Regions from separate parts of the Zea mays genome. Here all the other regions are linked to region 3. A link is a contact called in public Hi-C data. All regions are on one chromosome and are shown on one strand. The core of a region is the stretch at or near the end of the contact, and the rest is flanking DNA. Distances in the headings are between cores, read along the strand shown. Region 1 holds the start of LOC100279761. Region 2 holds the start of LOC100282835. Region 3 holds the start of CPPS2 (CPP synthase).

Region 1 (4,874 bases), core at 837-3,336, 330 kb after region 3:
GATATGCTGCATAATCTGTGGAACATATAGCACATACTCCCTCCGGTGCAGTAAAGCAAGTCATCCTGCGCGTGACAGAGCGTGCACAAAAGAAGTCATAGCGCGCGTGGGTCTGGAATTTGGACGTCGCTGCCCCTGAGTAATTGCATCGGGAAAAAAAAGATGCACTCAAGAGGAATCGAGCTTGAGACCTCCAGTCTAAAATGCCGCGGGAGGTGCGGCAGTAACCAATCAAGCCTGATTGTTTTGGTGATGTTAATGCACCCATATCCCTATTTAATAAGGGCAAACAGGGAAAACTATATGATAATTAATCACTCCTTGGTATGCACAATCATGTCCTAAACGACTACCTTTACTGCACCGGAGGGAGTATGTAAGTTTTATCCTTAGAAGTCTCCTATGCGGCTAGGTAACATAACTAGGGTACATACCACAAGTATGTTGCTCTAGGGCCACCACTATGTACTTAGGGTGTGTTTGGTTGTGCTGTAGCTGTGAAACAAAGCTGCTGTGGGCTGTAAGCTGTGAAAAAGTTGCTGTGAAATATGAGCTGTGAAAAAAGCAGAAAGCCGTTTGGTTCGAACAACTGTGAAATTGTAGGTTTGGTATAAAATGTCTATAATGGCCCTACCTTGTAGGAGACACTTAATATTCGAGTTGATTATAACACTTTATTTTGTGCTATTAAGTCATTATCAGTGATGAGTTTCAATGCACTGTTTCAATATTGACACATTAGATTTAAACTAAGTAATCGTGTAAGTTTTATCCTCATAAAACTCTACCGTCTCTCATAAAAATCTTTATGTATCTCTTCTTTTAAATTGTACTATAAGTCATTAAGAGTGACGATGTGTCACAACATCCTACTGAGAATGACCTTATCTTCCACAAGTTCTAATAGCACGTACTACTAGCTGAAATTGCATTGTGTCAGGCATATCCATTAGCGCAGAATAGCGTCCAGCAGATCATCACTTCACCAGTTGGTGGCTGAGCGCCTCGGGTTAAAGTTAACTGGTTTATGTGCATTAGCTTGTACAGCGTGCAATCACTAGCTACAACGTTGCAAGCAATCACCTGTAGACCGCCGCCGTCGAGTGCCTGGGGAGGAACGACCGCCTGGTGCCTGGGGAGGATGATGGGCAGCGCCTGGGAAGTAACGATCGACTGGTGCCTGGGGAGGACGACGGCCGCCTGGCGCTTGGGGATGAACGGCCGGCCGCCTGGCGCCTGGGGAGGACGACGGGCATCGCCTGGGGAGGACGACGGGCAGGAAGACGAGCCACCGCCTGGGATTCGCTGGGAGCCGCTTGGAAGACCCGGCCTCCGACTGGGTAGCTGTTGGGGACTCGCCTGGAGAGGACCGGCCACCGTCTTGGGAGCAGGCTCGGGAGGATACGGCCGCCGCCACAATTCCACACGCCGATCTAATTTCTTTGAAAGCAGCAACGACAAATCGGTACGTTTATAATGGCAGTGCGGGTAATTTTGTGGAAAAGGTCGCCCACACAGCCAAAAGAAGCACGTCAAGGGCTGCTGTGGCAATTGAACTAGAGAAAAGCTACTTTTTTTGGAAGTACGTTAGTAAAAGTTTATCTCTTTGGTTGGTATTTGGGCTTTTCTGAAAGTAAAAGTAAGTTTAGAAGCCCAACCAAAGGCACCCTTAGCTCCATACTTGCTTGCTTGCATTTAAAAATTTCTCTGGTTTAAGATCCCGGTGCATGACGCATCTGCACAATAAAAAGAACAAGGATTAATGTCACGAGATATGGAATCAAGCAAAAATCAAGTTATACTGTTTACGTAAGAAAACAAAAAAAATAGTGCACGGAACAAAGTAGGAAAAAATGGTATTGTGTTGCCGCGGAGCTGCTGGAGATTCATCTGGCAACGGCGAAACTGTCCGTTTTTTTAAGACCGTTTGTAGCTGCGTCTGCCCTAGTTGAAGGGCGGTCCAATCGCAGTTTCACACTGCCGCCGCCACGGCCCACGGCGCCACGCCCTGTTGCCCGTTTCGTCTCCCGTCCCCTTCCTAGTCTCCCCCCAAAACAAGAAGCGGGCTGGCGGCTGCAGTTTCCCGCCTGCTCGCACATTGGCGCGAAATTTGCCGAGCTACCTTGCGCGCTCCCTTCCCGCATCCCAGCAATAACACTATCTACAGTGTAAGCCAAAGTTCCTAGTCCCCCTCCCCTCCGCTCCCTTCTCTCTCCTCCTCACGGACGTCAGAGCTCCTTCCCCATTCCGGCGTTGCCAAGAAGGCCGGTTTCCGGGCCCTGTCTTCCGCTACCTCGCCGGCCGCCTTTCACCGTCATACAAGGTCAGCACGTCCAGCTTTTCACGCCCGCTCGCCGCCGCGGCGGGCGACGGCCCTCTTTGGCCGTCGATAATCTGCGCGCTGTAGTAGATCTATGTTTATGTTTTATTGTTGGAAAACTATCTTTGTTTATCTTAGCATTTCCCTACCGAAATCTGCGCGCTGTAGTAGATCTATGTTTATTTTTTTGTTGGAAAACCATCTTTGTTTTATCTTAGCATTTCCCGAAAGTTGCAGATCTGTTAATCGATCTGCTCGAATGAGCCGTGGCTAGGACTCTTTCCCTTGTTTCCGTAGCTATTGATTTGGGGTGTGTGGTTGGTGGCACTGTCCACTGGGAATTAGGCGAAGAAATGCTCTTCTCCGGCAAAGTGTTCGTTTCAGGGCTTTCAGTATTTTTTTTGAGGAAATTGGAGAGGCGGAAGCCCTACAGATGTTTCAGGGCTTCAGTATTGCCACCCAGTTTTTCAAGGTGAATGCCACTGGGGGTTTCTTGACGAGTACAGGGATGCGACTACTGTCCTCTTCCTTTATAATCCCTGCAGAGTTGATTCATACGAGCAAATGTTAAAAATGCACTCTTCAAATGAAATATGCGCGCAAGCTTGTCCATTAAACATCCATGTCACTCTATTCCTTTTTTTAATCCATGTGCTGGGTAGTGGAAGTCTGTCTGATACTTGACTCCTTGATGTATAGCAGTTTCTCGTGTCTTATTTGTAGTGATGGTCTGTGGTTTATGGATCATTCCTGTACAACACATACATACAATTCTTATTAGTAGAAGATTGCGTAGGCACATTTATGTACTGTTTCCATGCTGATTTGGTAAGAGGTTTAGGGTTTATGTACTGATTTGGTCATGGAACTCATGGACATGTGCTAATGTTGAAGTTTTTCTTTTAATATGCAATATCTTCTGTGTTTAACAAGGCTTACTCTAATTGCTTGGAAAATAGTATAACTGCCTAGGTGCTAGGCAGAGCCTAACCGTTTGCTCCTAACCACATGCACCTGATCATAACACTTGATTTTCTGCATTTCTACAGGAAATAGGAAATATTTTTCTGTCTGTACCATTGCTTTCCAGACCCACAATGCCTGCTTCTGCTCACAAAAATCTCGATTCTGGTTGTCCTAGGAGATCTACAAGGTTTAAGGATATTCATGTAGTTTATGAAGATTCTGACAGGGATCCTTCTTCTTTTAAGAGGATCAAAACTGAAGTAATTGATTCTGAACTAAGTGTTGGTTCTGTCAGTGACAAGGATAGTGAACACAATTGTCATGATGTATTACTCAAGGATCTCAGGACTCAGTGTAAAGCTAAGAATCGGAAGATTTCAAAAATCACATTGGAAGGATGTGGCATTAAGAATCAGGTTAAAACAGAAGATGACATTGATCTTGATAAGCCTATTGTTGCATTGAAACAGAAGAGGCTGAAAACATCTCCTGCTAAGGCTAATATAAAGATGGATGCGCTAAGATCTTCTCCATGTGCTGCTAAAGAGAAAGATACAACATCAGCCAGAGACAAGATTCTTAGTTCTGCACAGACTTTCCTGCTGAAAGCAACAATGCAAGACCGAGGATTAGAGAAGCCTGGAAGGAGAATTGCAGAACTGGAGCAGTCTAAAGTTGTTATTGGTGAGTGACTAGCCTGTTCATATGAAGTCCAATTCTTATATCACTGTCTATTATTGTCTAGATGTGTTAGATGCATGTGTAGAGTTTTTTTCTTGTTTCTCATATACTTTTTCTTGAAATAAACATACCCTTTTTCAATTATGTGGCTAAATGTTTTTTTTCTGTACTGCACTTTCAGATTCTGCTGAAGAAATAGTTGGGGAGCAAATTTATTGTGCTGAAGTGAACAATACAGCTGGAGTTCTAGCGGGTTGTGTAAAACCTGATGTACTATATGAAATAAAAACTGAAGATACAAATTATTCTGAATTTGGAACTTCTATGTGTTCCATAAAGAATCCTGATCATTCATCCTTTGAGCTGCAACAGAAGCTGGTGGATGATGATGACTGTGTGCCTCCATTTTGTTTCATGACCCGACCAGCTCAATTAGCTGATGTTTCTGATCATTCCTGCGAACAAACCTGCAGTTCCAAAGAAAACAATTCTGATGACATTACAGCTGCAAAGGCAACTGATGTTGTTTCTTCATTGGATCTCACTGATGAAGTGAGAAATCATCAGAAAACATCTGAAAATATAACTAATTTAGATGTGGATAAGTCTTCTACTGCAAATGGACTTATGGCTTCTTTCAGTGAGTCCTGCCATGACCGTATAGATAAAGATGAGCAATGGAATTTATTTGCCCATGGGAATGAACCTGCAAAGATTTTGGAAGAGTTGTCTCCTATTGATGAGTCTAGCACAGATACTCAATCTGATTTGTGTAGAAGCACAGAAATGAATTTCACTTCACTTGAGGGGGTTGTACGGATGGAGGCTGAGGGCCAATTGGATTCAATAGTCTGCTGTGGTGTAAGACCAAAGCATATGTTACTAGATATGGAAATTGGACATACAG
Region 2 (4,515 bases), core at 1,692-4,191, 450 kb after region 3:
CATTGGAAGAAATAAAACGTAGTCACTTAACAAAAATACTATTGCATCAAATATAAATCTTAATTCAAGTATTATTCTTCTAAGTATACCTCTCCACATAAAAGCATAGGGTTAACCTAACCACCATGGAGGCACTCATGACGGCGGCAGATAGCTGAAACCCTAGATCTGTTGGTCCCTGTTTAGGCCATGTTGGTAATGTAGGCATCAAAATCATCTTGTATCCTAAGCTATTGTATTATGTTCTCTGAAACTCTGAAGTTATGTTGGGGGTATCAGGTCCATGCGCTGATGGTATAGAATTCTTGGAACATCTAGAGTTATGTTAGGGGGGTAAGAGGTTCATACATGGATGGTATAAAATTATTGGAAATCTATATGTCTTTGTTTAAAGGAGAACTCTCTGGAAGCATAAAATGAGTGCTTAAGAAACATTACCAATTCCACATTCACAAATGACTTGGACATAACCAGCCTGTAGGCGTATGATACAAATCCAATTATAAAATGAAAGATACAACTATATAATCCAATGCAGCAGATTATTATACAACAATCCACACATCCTACCACACCCATTGAATTAGATTAGTTGGGGGGTCGAGGCCACATACCCAAGAACGGTGGTCAGGGGGGAGATCCATGGTCGTGCAGGGGTCCCTTGTCATCGGAGTCCGCGGACGGCAGGGTTGGGGAGGAGCGCCCAATGTGGCGCTTGACGGTCGTCGATGGGAGGCGCGGTGGCTGGAGGTCCGGGCCGCGAGCTCCATGGCGACCAGAGGGGCGCTCATATAGCTGTAGGTAGGGAGAGGACGCCGAGGAAGATCCGATTCGTCATTGGAAGGTGAGCGCCGTCAGTGGAAGGGGATTCCATCCACCATGGGGTTGATTGCGAGGGCGGCCGCGGACCATCAGCACTTCCATCGATAGAGCGGGGCGTGAGAATGAGCACGGAAGGGGAGCGGGGCGGCTGCGAACGTGGAAGGTGAGCATGAGATCGGTGGAAGGGGATCTGGGTTGAGCGCCCGTCGATGGAAGGTGAGCAGGGCGGGTGCAACATCCGGGCGAGCACCATCGGTGTCGCGTTGATGGCAGGGAGGAGAGATCGAGGAGGGTGGGGGATCCACGACAGTTGATGGTGGATCGAGGAGGGCGGTGGGTGGGGTGGCCCCGTCGATGGAAGGTGAGCGGGGCGGGCGCACCATTCGGGCGAGCACCATCTGGGCGAGCACCCTCGGCGTCGCGTTGATGGCGAGGAGCAAAGATCGAGGAGGGTGGGGGATCCGCGACACGTTGAAGGCGGATCGAGGAGGGTGGTGGGTGGGGCGGCCCTGGATCGGTGTTGATGGCGGATCGGCGTCGCGTTGATGGCGGGGAGCAGAGGGGGAGGTGGGTGGGCAGAGGGATCGGACCAAAATAATCTGTGGACGCCTACAATAACGTCTTAAGAAGTAGTATAGAGATTGGAGGAAGAAATTAACACTCTCTTTAATATTAGATACGGAAGGTATGGATATGATTGGTGAAGATTGAGATTGATTGATTTATCGATATGTTGGGTAATTATTTTTTGATGGAAGGAGCAACTAGATAGCTATATCCTGAGGCTCTGGATGAACCGTGTCCCTTGCTCCAGCGCGTTGAAGTTGCCCTTGATGTACTCCTCGATCTCAATGGACCTGTAGCGCGCGCGCGCGCCCTGCTGGTCGAGGAGCCCCGGCAGCGGCGCCACCAGGCCCCCGACGGACGCCTCCTGGAACACGACGACGGTGGTCCGAGCCCTCTCGGCGTCCGGGAGCACTCGGTGCTCGACGCTGGCGTAGGCGCCGTTGGTGAGCACGTCCAGGATGTCGGCGACGTTGACGACGAAGGCGCCCGGCAGCGGGCGCACGGGGAACCACCTGCCGCCCCTGCGGATCTGCAGGCCGGGCGTGTCGTCCACGTGCAGCAGCAGCGTGAGGCCCAGCCCGTCCGTGTGCGGCGTGATGCCCATCACCTTCTCCCGCTGGCGGCAGGGCGGGTAGTGGTGGACCGCCATGCTCTGCCGCTTCCCCGTGAAGGCGTCCTGCAGCGCCTCCGGCTCCACCCCGAGGTCGGCCGCCATGAACCCCAGGAGCCGCATTGCGAGGCCGATCATCTCTACCGAGTAGACGTCGAGCGCGTCCCTGATTAACAAACAGAGTCCGTGCGTGCGTGCGTGCATGGGAGACGTACGTACGTGTCAGATGATTGACTAGTAGAGACAGAGAGAGGCCAGGATATGCGTACTGCAGACCTGAACGTGGGTGGATTTGTAGGCCACATCTCCATGTTCCTGTCCTTGACTGGCTGCGTGATGAGAATCATGCTCTCTGCCCAGTCCAGCTTGCCGCTGGACGCTCTGCTGTAGTGGTGCCCGAATCCTTCGAAGCCGTTCCCTCGGACCGCCACCTTGGCCTTGCTGTCCAGCGGGGAGCTGAAGAACTGCACCGTGGCGTCTTTCATCCGCTGCACCACCGCTTCGTCCACTCCATGGTTTGTCAGCTGTAGACATGCATGCAGACGGGACAAATGTGATTAATTAATCGATTCTAAACAGATACTAGCAGCTGGCTACTAGAAGTTTAGAACTGAAGGAATCCGGGCGGGCCACGGGACGACCTGAAAGAAACCCCAGTTTCGGCAGGCGTCGCCGAGCTTGGCGACCTCCGACGGCGCCAGCTCCGGGTCGAGGAGCCTGGCCATGTCGACGACCGGCAGCTCGTAGCTCTCGTCCGCGCCGACGACGACGCCGTCAAGGACCTCCTCCGTCCGGACGTACTTCTCCGGGACCTGCTCCGGGTTGGCGAACGCTGCAGCTGCAGCGTCGGTGATCTCATCCCTGTTGACAATACTGTCATAGTTAGGAGCCTCGGCGGCCTCCATTGCTCTGCGTCTGCTATAACTGCACCTCCTAACTCCAGCGACTCCTTGTACTGAGATGATTGATCTGCTCCTGATTTATAACTGTTTTCTGGCGGTTGTTGCCGGGTTCCATCGCCTTACCTAACACATCATATCACTCGAGCCATGGCGCATAGGTGAGTGGTCTGCCGGCCCGACCTAAGTCCTAACACACCACGGAAGGCGACAACACGTTTGGTTGGTGGAACAGAAGCCATGAGTTCATGATGTGGAGACATCGCAATGTTATCTACATGAAAGCTTAGCGGAGACAGGACAAAGTGTGCACTTTTTCAGGTGCTCATGGAGTTAAAGCAAGATTGGTGCTATATACCATAAGACTTTCGGTTCCTTTCAAGTTCAGGAATCATTAGGACGGGGAACACCCGAATTATGCTTCCTAACTACGTAAATTTTTTGAACTGCCTTCCGTTGGAAAGTACATTACAACACACATGACCAACGAGGCGTTTGCTGTAATTTTGTGTTACCACCGCCGTGACGGATATATCTATACTATACCACGGTATAATTCATCAGTTTAAATTTTATAAAATACATTTAACTAAATTACTCTCACACTCGTAACATTCACAAAATTCACCAAATAAATTACACTCAAACATAACATACCATTAAAACCAACGGTTCATATCGCTGGATAATCATCTCTCTCTTAACCATTCAAATTCAATGAACAATATTATTCATCGCTCCCCTACCGTTCTCACCCTCCTCCCTCTCCCTTCGCGTCATCGCCGCTCCTCTCCCTCACTCGTGTTGCCGTCAGTGTCAACCTCTCGCCTAATGTCGATGTCGCTGTCGATTCTATCTGTTCTCGGGATCACAGCGTTAACACGAGCTATATGCTAGTTATTAGTAAGTATAATTGAATCCAGATTTCAAGCAACTTGCTCGCCTCGCAGTCTCAGTCACCCATTGGCACGGTTCAGAGTTCTCGTCTCCACGCTCAAGGGTACAAGTACAAGAGGAAGACCTGGGATGGGCCTTGTTCTCTTGATTGGGTCACACCTCTGTGACACTATGAAAATCATTAAATAAAAATAATACATTTAGTTAATAATGATATTTATGGTAATTAATTTTCTCTGAAGTGTTCGTTATTTATTTGCCTTTGGAATAATTTTTGATTGCGCATGATTGATTTTCGGATATTTAATAGCATTTCTTGTTAAATGAAAATCCTAGTAAAATAATAATATAATTATTGGTCCAAAAATAAATATTTTAGTTATATGAATTATTATGATTTTTTTGAATTATTTAAAAATATAGTTATTTATATTTTAAATAGAAAAGAAAAGAAAGAAAAAAAAGAAAAGAAAAAAAACGAAACCCTAGCCGTCGCGGCCGAATTCGGCCCATTTGGCCCAACAGCGCCGCCGCCACCTATTCCCTCCCCTTCCTCTCACTGACGGGCGGGCCCCACCCGGGCCCCCTCTCTCTTCTCCCTTTCTTTCTTCTCCCAGCCGCCGACAGGAGCTTCAGCTAGCCGTAATTTTCCCTGTTGCCGCCGCCGCCCTGGCTCTCCTTCCCCCTCGTGTCTCTCTCTACCGCTCACCTCTCTCTCCA
Region 3 (5,126 bases), core at 1,227-3,726:
CACGCGTGTGTATGACGTGACGATCTCTGTTGTCTGCGCGTTTTTTTTGTTTGTTTGTTACGTACCTGGCGAGACGCTGTATCCGTGCAGCCGTAGCAGGCGGAAAGCCATGGCCGTGTCGTCCACCTCCTTCACGTCGGAGTTCCTCGCCCAGCAGATCCCGTCCTCAGTCCAGTGCCTGTTCACGTAGTCCATGCACTGCTCAATCTCTTTCTGGAAGTAGCGGGAGATCCCGAGACGCTCCAGGCGATCGACAGCCCATATGTGCTCGAAAAGGTCCACGGGGTAGACGTTGGGCACTGCGAGAAACGGCGAGAGAAGACGAACCGTTGAAGAGACGAGAAGGAAGGCGCATGCAGTGGGCAACGCTGCATTGCATGCATGCATGCTATGCCCATGTATCTACGCTACTGCTTGCCGCTTGCGTACCTCCTCCGTTGAATTTCTTGACTGTCCTGTCGATGTAGCTGAAGCACCTGTCGTCGCCGGTGTTCATGAGAGCGTACGCGGTGGCCGCGGGTGAGAAGAGGAAGGACCCGTCGCTCGACTGCAGTTTCAGAAGCCTTGCCCAGTCTAGCCCGGGCATCCCTTCCAGGCTGTGGAGAATGGATGTGGGAACCGTGTGCATCACTTCCTTAGGAATCCTCTTCACCTTGATCTCCCTGCTCGAGTATATTGCCTGCAGAGCCTGGTGGTCGTACGGGAAGTCGTGGACGCCCAGACTCTTGGCTAGTTCGATGAGGGAAGGGAACGCGAGCTCGAACCCTATCGGCATGGACTCCTCGTCCTCCGTCGCTAGCTTCCACATGTTCCGGCCGAGGAAAGAGAGCCCTGTGAACACACACACACACACACTTGAGTCTTCAGCAACGCCCGTTTTCTGTCGAGGTACACTGCCGTCGTGTGTTCTCTCGATCGGCCAGCACACAGTAATTACGTACCTCTGCCGCGCATCTCGGGCTCCAGCGACCACCTGGTGAGCGTGACGACGCACGCCAGCGTGTTGATCAGGCGGTCGTACGCGGAGAACAGGGCCGCGTCGCCCCACGAGCCGTCGGGGAGCTGGTTGTTCCGGATCCACCGCACGGCGGCCGGGAACTGCGGGCCCTCGCCGCCGTCCAGCCTGGGCACAAGACCGACCCAGGCGGTGTCGTACGCCGACACGCTGATGTCCCCGTCGCTCATCGACGTCAGCATTGCCCTGATCTCGTCGACCAGCGGCTCAGCGTCGTCGTCGTCCGTAGGCCATCTCGTGCGGCGGCTTTCGGCATCGGTTCTCACGATGGGCGTTAGGGACGAACCTGCATGCATGCGTGCGTTACAAACCTAGCTGTTTGGTGCTCAGATTTGGAGCGAGCTAGCGATCACCCGTACCTTTGGCGACGGCGGCGGATTCGCTGGTGTCCTGGGCCCGCGCCCGCGCCCTCCACCGGCCGGCGGCCGCGGGGACGGCGACTGCATCCGTCTTCTTCTTGATGCGGGAACTCCATGGGCCTAGTTGAACGACCGCAAGGGAAGAAAGGTGAGGAACTGTTGTGCAAGACGATGAAAGAACCATCTTTGCGCTTGCGCTTGTAGTACGTTTTTACTTTTCTACTACTAGTTGACAATGAGATGTGTGGTTTCTCTTCTCTTCTTCCTTTGGCCGGATATATCGGAGAAGAGATCTACTACTATAATACTCGCACTGAAACGCATGAAACTGACTAGTAATTCATTTCAGAGCCGTCGTCCCCACATAAATTTTGCTGGGGCGCTATCTGCGGATGTGTGCGTGAAAGGACACCACCACCCAGCATTTATGTAGAGGATCCAAATGAAAAAAAAGGGACAGAACGAAGCTACTGCTAGCAGGGGCACTGGTACGGGTTGAGGTCGCTCCTTTGGTTTAGTTTTTTCTTTTTTTCTATGAGTTTTTTTTTTGAGAATATAGCTGTGTAAAGAATCTGATCTGCCTGTGGAGAAAATCTAGGTATATAATAGAGATTACGTGTAGAAGAAGATAAACGAGTTCATAGGATTTAGGACATAGAAAGTGATGGTTTTCTACTATCTCAACGACTCAACTGATTATGTGTTAACGTTGATTTTGTATGATTTTAACTAAAGTCATCCTCATGTAAGTTGATTGAAAGATATATACATTTGCTAGTGTGCAGCAGCTTCTGATGGCTACAAGATAAAAAAAAGCTGAAACAAACAATACCATTACCTGCCACAGCCGTGCGCCACTGTGACCCGCCGCCGGCCGCCGTTGCCGTCGGCGCTGGCAGCAGCATGGGCGATGATTGAAGCCCCATGCTATAGCTTGCGATCGAACTGGTATGTGTAGAAGCTACAGCGTGTATGGGTGTCAGCAGAGAGAACAATGTACGCACGCACGTACAGCAGCTAATAATCACTGAAACGGCAAGAGCAGCAGGAGGAAGAAAGGAAGGAAAGAATGAAGAAAGGGCCGGCCGGGGGTGGTCAAGTCATCTGGAAGCTCGTCTATGCAAGCATATATATCAGTGAATTGAAGCGAGGTGAGGTGAGGGGGTAGCCAAAAAAAAAAAAAGGATGGCTACATGCGTACGTGCACGATTCAGCTTCTGCTGGTACATACGGGTGCGCTGCTGACCAGACCAGTCGGCCGCGCATGCAGTCTCAACACATGCCGTGGAAATCCTGCATGCATACGTTACGCATCCGGTAGGTGCGTGCACACCTGACACCAAGGGGGTGATATAGAAAGAAAAAAAAAAAAAAAAAACAAATCCAGGCGGCGGGTCCTCCGTCGCGTTCGTGCGTGCGGTCGCATCACGTGGCGCGAAAAAATTCATCGGCACGGCGCTCTGCTGCAGGGTCCATCTCGCGGCAATCTGCCGCCACCGTGAGAAGACGACGAGGAGTCAGACAGACAGTGGCGCGGCGACTTCATCACATACGCTCCTTCCTGCCGCCTGCCTGCCGAGACAAGTCTGGAACTGCACACGCTCCATTGCTCCTGGTCCTCCTCCTCCTGATGACGATGGAACTAATTAAGCAGCTACAAGTCGCACCATGTGGTCCGATCGAGTTCGACTAAGAAACACGGGTTCAAGTACAATATAAAAATATGGGGGGCAGTTCTACCACGAGTCCCAGACCATTTCCGTTGACCACCGAAAACGTGTCACCATTTAATTTAAAGCTAGTTTATAAGCTACAGAACCGGAGAAAATCGAAAGGACTAAAATACGCTTCTTATTCCTATTCCTGAGAATCAAACCTACGCCCGCCCACTCGCGCACCAGCGAGCGAGCGAACCAACCAAGCTACGAACTGCGTCGGAAGAAACTAGTTAGCACAACGAATTTTCAAATCATAAGAGAAGGAAAAAGATAAAATTAGGCAATGCCCATGTCCAGATCGGTTAGGCCGGTTTTAGTTTCCTGTCTATTCTGAGTCCGGTTTGTTTTCTATTCTGGACATATTTTCTTGATAGAATAAGGCCACCCTATCTCTCTCTCTCTCTCTCTCTCTATATATATATATATATATCTATATATATATATATATATATATATATATATATATATATATATATATATATATATATATATATATATATATATATATATATATAGGGTGATAGTAATGGAAGCCCTGGGCTTCATATAGGTGCGCGGAGCCCCAGCCAGACGAGCCGAGCCTGGTCGAACCGAATGAACCGATCCAGGCGGCCCGCATTAATGCACTGCAGTTATACAATTATAATAGCTAGTACAAATATACGTAAACAGACGTGGGCCACTTGTTCGAACGTGGGCCGGTGACGTGTAACCCGTAAACTGGGGAAGCGCATTTAAACAGACAGTTACGACAACGTAAATCTATGTATAAAATTGCATAAATGGCTGTTACTCCCACGATCAGCGCGCCCACGATCCTAAAATTCAGCGGATAATGGATATGCGCCGTGAATTTCGCGTCCACGAAATTGGATATACGCATGGTACAGGGAAAATATTCATAATCTTCCAAAAAAAGTGGACAGTACGCATCATTTGATAGGGCGCGGCAGGGTGAAGGGCGTAATTGCTCTGGAAGATGGCGGCGCCATGGGGTAACGAGTCAATAAGTGAGTATACGACGCCGACGTCTGTTCATCGACCAAATCAATGCTTGGATATCGTAACAATGGTGCAGGAAGAACAACAAGGAGGGAACCAGTTTACCTCAGATGCAAGTACGCATACAAAATCAGCTACTGCTGTAGATGCAATTACTCCACCAGCAGCTTTGAGGGCCCCGGGGGTTGATGATCAGACCATATTTGAGGCATCGAAGATGACAGTAAATCAAGGAGGACAACACCTTAATACTATGCGTACTATTGGTGATCATGAACAGGACACACCAGTGATTCTGCAGAGACATGTAAGTAATATTGAACTGATTTGAATTTTCAGTATTGTAGGTTAAATTGTATACAGTAGAATGCAGCTAGAGATGGTATGACATTCAGTGGTTATATTGTGCATACAATGTAAAACTATGGTCAGAAAATTGTTATATTGTACATACGACATAAAAGTATGTAGGGTACCATACATGATACAAGCTATAGAATATATGAATATACAAAATATATTTTATATTTTTGCACAGGAAGTTACAATTGATCCGAGATTGGTACCTAAAGTTGGTATGACATTCAGTGGGGTGGATGAAGCATATAAATTTTATAGTAGGTATGCATATGAAGTTGGATTTCCATTGAAAAAGTATAGGGAACGGAAAAATTGTAAGTGGTTGAATTGCTCGATGGAAGGCAAGAGTGCAATAAGGGGAATATCAAACCCAAAGGTACGTAGTACCAGTTCGAAGCGGACACAATGCAAGGCCGGTATGAAACTTAAAAAAATTTATGATGATGCAAAAGAGACAGTTATATCAGTGCGTATTGATCTGTTGCACTTGGATCATAATCATGAATTTTTTAAGAAGGATACCGAAAAGAATCAATTACAATGCAACAAGACGCATGATCCTGAATACATGGAGTTCATAAGTTCAATGCAAGAGAGTCGAATCCCGCAACATTGTATTATGGATTATGTATCAGAAATGCACGGTGGTCCTGAGAGTGTGCCTGTAACAGC

Evidence for each region. Hi-C and Micro-C count contacts between places; a contact is called where the count stands out from the background.
Region 1: a Hi-C map of bundle sheath shows a contact between it and region 3, with 6 times the contacts expected there. The contact joins the promoter of LOC100279761 here to the promoter of CPPS2 in region 3. A contact is called at or near these places in 12 of 25 Hi-C or Micro-C datasets (bundle sheath, ear, endosperm and 4 more) and 1 of 3 datasets of contacts at active chromatin or transcription factors (leaf).
Region 2: a contact with region 3 is called in a Hi-C map of root tip, with 4 times the contacts expected there. The contact joins the promoter of LOC100282835 here to the promoter of CPPS2 in region 3. A contact is called at or near these places in 5 of 25 Hi-C or Micro-C datasets (ear, leaf, root tip and 1 more).

Annotation. Positions count from the first base shown.
Region 1 is chr1:80,181,843-80,186,716 of Zm-B73-REFERENCE-NAM-5.0, reverse strand. LOC100279761 reads left to right here and starts at 2,086. Exons shown (of 7, transcript NM_001360996.1): 1 at 2,086-2,323; 2 at 3,370-3,970; 3 at 4,149-4,874. The coding sequence starts at 3,418.
Region 2 is chr1:80,064,296-80,068,810 of Zm-B73-REFERENCE-NAM-5.0, reverse strand. It overlaps LOC100282835, which reads right to left and starts at 2,941. Exons shown (of 3, transcript NM_001155741.1): 1 at 2,641-2,941; 2 at 2,276-2,523; 3 at 1,466-2,165. The coding sequence starts at 2,904. The coding sequence ends at 1,595.
Region 3 is chr1:80,513,179-80,518,304 of Zm-B73-REFERENCE-NAM-5.0, reverse strand. It overlaps CPPS2 (CPP synthase), which reads right to left and starts at 2,476. Exons shown (of 11, transcript NM_001361178.1): 1 at 2,213-2,476; 2 at 1,375-1,494; 3 at 942-1,301; 4 at 430-831; 5 at 66-299. The coding sequence starts at 2,300.